2 separate regions of the Triticum aestivum genome follow, and region 1 is linked to region 2. Evidence: chromatin contacts called from public Hi-C data. All regions are on one chromosome and are shown on one strand. The core of a region is the stretch at or near the end of the contact, and the rest is flanking DNA. Distances in the headings are between cores, read along the strand shown. Region 1 holds the start of LOC123039534 (probable serine/threonine-protein kinase PBL12). Region 2 has its middle 19 kb from the start of LOC123104901.

Region 1 (2,700 bases), core at 76-2,575, 100 kb before region 2:
ATTGATTGTGAGTAGTAGGATTTATGTGACAAATGGGCATCCAGGAACCTTCCTATTCCAAGTCCCAATCATGGCGCCGCTGGCTTTTCCAGCGAAGCCAGCAAACATGTTTGAAACGGGTGCCAGACTTTGACATTCAGCCGTCCACAGGTGGATCTATCGACAACTCGTGGTCAAGGCTAGAAAATGGTGAGATGGTTCGATTGATCGTGCAGTTGACTCACCGAGTCGAGCAAGATGTTGGACGCCTTGAGGTCGCGGAAGATGACCGGCGTGTCGGCGCCGTGGAGGAAGGCGAGGCCCTTGGCGGCGCCGACGGCGATCTTCATCCTCGTCATCCACGGCATGGGGCCGTCGATGCTTCTGAAGAGGTGCTTCTCCAGGCTGGCGGTGCCCATGTACTCGTAGGCCAGCATCCGGTGCTCCTCCTCGTAGCAGTACCCGACGAGCTTCACCAGGTTCCTGTGCCTCAGTTGCCCAAGGAAGAACACCTCCGCCTGCAGAATCAATCATGGAGAAGTTAGTTGGCGCAATAATGGAGGTATTTTATTCGACAGCTCATGCATCCGTACGTGCAACAACAATGGTGGAGTCAGTGGGTCGACTTACCAGCCACTCGTTATGGCCCTGCGAGCTGGAGTCGAGGTCGAGGTACTTGACGGCGACCGTCTGCGCCTCCAGGCCCGGCCGGAGCTCAGCGGCGAGCTGGCCCTTATACACGGGCCCGAAGCCGCCGCAGCCGAGGTACCTGGAGCGGGAGAAGCCGGCGGTGGCCGCCCTGAGCTCGGCGTAGGTGAAGGCGTGCAGGTTGGAGCCGGAGAGCGTCAGCGAGAGGTCCTCCGGCGTCAGCGTGCCCGTCGACCCCAGGCTGGACAGGGAGAGCCGGGACGCCGTCGACGCGGACGACGACGGCAGCAGCGTCCTCCGCTCCCCTCTCCTCCGCCTCGGCGTGGAAGACGGCGACGGCCCTTCGTCGTCGGTGGCCGCCCCCGCCGCCGCGCCTCCGACGCAGCAGAACATAGACCTCCACGGCTGCGCTGAAGCCATCGGTGATACGATACCTGCTCCGCGGCGATCGAAGATGGACCGCGCAATGCAAGAATCGAAGAGCTGACAACGATCTTGGCGATGCAGATTGGTTGGTTTCTTGGTCGAGCTGTGAGGGGCTGGGGAGTTGAAGAGGAGATGGGAGAGAAGAGACTGGTTGACGACGAAGCATCGGTGGGCGACGGCGGGTATATATAATGGCCGTGGTGGTGGAACGGAACGGAACGGAATCGTGGTGTTGGCTTGCCTTGACCCTGTCGCGGGGCACGAAGCCGCGGCGCGCGGGCAGTAGCAAACAAGAAGCAGACGAGTCGTTGAGCTTCCGGGGGCTTGACTATTCCCGCCTTCCTTCCTCTTCCCCTCGTACGGAACGGGCGAGCAAGGGAGATGCCACGGGAGACCGGTAATCTGGAATCTGGTGCGAGGGCGCATCACACCGCTTTACGTGCGTGACGCTGACCCGGCGCGCGACGGGACGGGTGGAAAACGTGAGGTTGCTTGAAGCAGGGGCCATATGCGCGCTCCGTGTCGATGCTGGCCGTGATTGACCGATTGGCGATGCAAATTAACTAGTGGCAGGTGTCAGACCACGTGAAAACCCAACATATGCCGATCAGGCAGCCGGTTGAATGTTTTAGTAGTACGAGAGAAGATAATTGCCTCTTCTGGCTACGTCCATGTTCTTCTGCTAGTAAAATGGTTTTTTCCCTAAGGTGCGTAACCCACAAACCATCTCACATTATCGACCTATCTCGTTATGCCTGGTTCTGTACAAATTGGCTGTCAAGGTCATCATCAATAGGATGCGGGATTTCATGGATGAGCTCATTAACGAGGAGCAAAGCGCTTTCGTCCTCGGACGCCTCATTACTGACAATGTTTTGGTTGCGTTCGAAAGCATTCATGCCAGGCGGCGAAGGAGGAAGGGGAAGAATTACTCTTGCGCAATCAAACTTGATATGATGAAAACTTACGACCGAGTTGAATGGAGTTATTTGGAAGCTATACTATCCAAGATTGGTTTTGGCGCAGACCTTGTCAGACTTGTTATGAAGTGTGTAACATCAGTGTGTTTCTCAGTACGAGTTAATGGAGAACTATTGCCTTTCTTCAACCCATCTCGGGGTTTGCGGCAGGGCTGCCCGATGTCGCCATTTCTTTTTCTACTCTGTGCAGAAGGATTTTCTTCCTTGCTCAAACATTATGGCACAGTGGATAGAGGGATTCGAGTCAACTATCACGCCCCTTGGGTAAACCATCTGCTCTTCGCAGATGATAGCCTCATGTTCAGAAAGGCTGATGCTGAGAGTGCGAACAGATTGAATGCGATTTTGCGCATCTATGGTAGTGCCTCTGGTCAGTGTGTCAATAGAGAGAAGAGTGCCATCTTCTTCAGTCCAAACACCCCACTTGATCAACGACAGCTTATCAAAACCACCCTTGATGTACATGCTGAAACTTTTAGCGAGCATTACCTTGGTCTCCCAACAGCCGTGGGCAGGATCACCAGCGGCACATTCGAACATATAAGGGAAAGATCAAGAAGTTGCATGCAGGGATGGTCAGAGAGATTGTTTGCGTGTGCGGGAAGGGAAACTCTGATTAAATCCATCGCGCAAGCCATCCCCACATTTAGCATGAGTGTGTTTCTGC
Region 2 (2,700 bases), core at 61-2,560:
GGCGGTTGTCACGGCGATCAACCAAAGATGGACGCGGCGATTAGGGAGCCAGCCTAACAGGGGAAGTGGGAGCGTTAACCTTGCCCCCAAACCTGCAATTGGCCTGAATGTGGCCGAAGCGCTTGCAGCCATTGCAACGGATTCTACTGGTCCACTTGGGCCGAAGGTGGCCCGAAGTAAGGCAACGGATGCAGAAATCAGCACGATTGCAATGGGCCTCAGGAGAGCTGCTCAAAGGCTCAGAAATTTGAATAGCCGACGATCCGGCCCTGCCTAAAGCAATGTTATTGAGAGAAGTTAATATCATAGTTAAGGTAGGCCTTGACTGCATTAAACGCTCGCAAGCAGGAAGAACGCACGGATTACGTTCTTCGGAGGTGTGGTCAACGGAGGAAAAGATTCGAGGAGTTTGAACCGCAACAGCATAGGACCTACGATCATTTGATCAATCAACCAAGGTCCATTCTTGGTCCAATTCTTGCGTGTACAAATGATACTCTTTACGGAAATCCGGACCACCACGTCCCCAGAGAAAGAAGCCCATGTTGAAAAGATCATTCGCATAATTTCTCCCTTTGATAATCGCAAAACCAACTTCCTTAGAGGAAATACTAAATTTGAATGATCAATTCTGAAGACAGGAGACCTTGAAGCAGGAAGCATGCCCACCAAAGCAAGATCGAAGAATGAGACTAACCAATTAACTGTTGATACGGAGCTTAGATCTGCAGACCTCCACCACAGGAAAGAATTCCCGATGGCTGTCACCCTCAACGTGATTAATTGGTACTCCGAACTGCTTCCAGATGTAGGCCTCAAAAGCCAGGCTTGGTTCAAACTTGAGATCCGAGAAAGCCATGGGGGCAAGACAATGAAGCCTGGGCGAAGGAGATGCTTGGCCGACAGTGCCAAAGTGGCCGCTGTCGGGAGATGGTGGCCGCCACGGCTGGAGTGGCCAGCGGCACAGGAGAGGCTAGGCCCTATCACTTTCAGTAGTAATAGCCTCCAATTTTAAAGTTATTTCTTTCTAACACGATATCCACTGGCAGTGGCAGTGCAGAAGGAGAAGGTTAGTCACACAGCCGCTTCCTCAGCTTTGAGCATTCACACGTTCGCCTCGTCTCGTATGAACCGAATATGAGAGCGAAATTCCACAAGTGAATGAGAAAACCCTTATTCGACCCGGAAATTGGAAGCTGGTGTTGAGTGAGTCACAATTTTTTTTCCCTTTCTCATATACGTGAGGCTGACCCGGCGTACAACGACGGGTGGAAAACGTGAGGTTGCTTGAAGCGGGGGCGTATGCCTGCCCGTGTTGACGTTAGTGAGCTGTGATTGGCGCTTCAATCAAAATAACTATAGTGACAAGTGCTCGCTCAGGCCACAGGAAAACTCCACGTATACCAGCCAGTTAAACGTTTCAGTGAATGGTCGCCGTCAAAGTGTGAAAGCCAATTAAATGGAGTAAGGCTGGTTGACAGTGGAAGCTGCTTGCAAAGCTGGTAAAGCCGTTGGCTCGAACTGGTATCTGAAAGCTAGTAGAACAGCAGCAAACGGCAAAAAGGAATCCGATCCCACGTCAAAGCGATTGCTACGCCCGGCAGGTTATGGAGTTTATTTCTTTTGACCCTACCATGAACACACGTGCTAGTGTGTTACACAGGTTGATCCTACCATGGAGATCGAGTAAAGTTGAGTGGCCAGGATAGTGGTAGCATAGCTAAATTTACTCGTTAAGAAGGTAGAGCCATGACTTGGTTTGGTTCAGGACCTTCGGTTGCTATGGAGCTAGCTAAGATTGATTGTAAGGATCTCGTGAGTTTAGTAATACAGTATTTCACCCTGAAAAAAAAGTTGAGTGGCCAGACCGACAGGTTGGACGCAGAGATTATGCATTGCACGCTTTGTCTGAACTGAACCGTCCTACGTGCACAGTACTGTGTTTTCAAAAGTAAAATTTACAGGTCTAGGTGGGAAAGTATCCTTTTGAGCTCGAGCTCATTTGAGCCTGGATGAACAGTAAATTCATAAAAAATCAAAAAATCTGAATTTTTTGTGGTATACTTTGACAAATGTGCTAACTGTTCACAAATTTTCATCATGTGAGATCACATTTGTGGAAGGCATGGCAAAAAAAAAATCAGTGTTCTGAAATGCTTTCAAAAGTAGTATTTTCAGAACATCGTTTTTGTTTTCTTTTATCATGCCTTCCTCGAATGTGACCTCATAATGAAAATTTGCAAGCACTTAATTTTTTTTTTGTTAAACTTCATCATAAAAAAATTAGAATTTTTAAACTTTTTTATTTTATTTTTATTTTATTGTTCATGCGCGCTCATTTGAGCCCGAGCTCAAATACTCCACGTCCGTCTAGGAGCAGCAAACATCTTGTCCCGTGCTCCAGATGCACTTGCATTATGATGTTCGTCTGTGACAGCTCTGCTTACCAAGAGAATTAATAAGCAAGCTGGTTATGATCTTAGAGTTTAGATCTCCTGTTTGCTAACCACAACACAGCCTACCTGTCGTGTTTATCAGTTGACGTTTCGGGCCACTGTTTCCTTTGTTTTTCAGTTGGCCTGCCGTAGCCTCGCACCGTCCACGAAAAAGAATGTTCACAAGATCAGATTGTTCCGGCCGGCGTATCTTTGACATCCTGTGCTTGCTCCGGAATAGTATTTAGTTCGTCGATAGCTTTTG

The links. A called contact is a pair of places that touch in the nucleus more often than the background predicts.
Region 1: a Hi-C map of leaf shows a contact between it and region 2, with 4 times the contacts expected there. The contact joins the promoter of LOC123039534 here to the enhancer-like site in region 2. A contact is called at or near these places in 3 of 5 Hi-C or Micro-C datasets (leaf and an unstated tissue).

The regions. Positions count from the first base shown.
Region 1 is chr1A:111,119,853-111,122,552 of IWGSC CS RefSeq v2.1, reverse strand. It overlaps LOC123039534 (probable serine/threonine-protein kinase PBL12), which reads right to left and starts at 1,325. Exons shown (of 3, transcript XM_044462664.1): 1 at 610-1,325; 2 at 225-497. The coding sequence starts at 1,047.
Region 2 is chr1A:111,015,306-111,018,005 of IWGSC CS RefSeq v2.1, reverse strand. No RefSeq gene overlaps it. Among protein-coding and RNA genes, the nearest start is that of LOC123104901, 19 kb to the right of the region's middle. Within about 2 kb of position 1,310, at least 1 of the 8 cell types and tissues checked has an H3K27ac peak or open chromatin away from gene starts, as enhancers often do. A contact at or near this core is called in leaf, where this site is marked.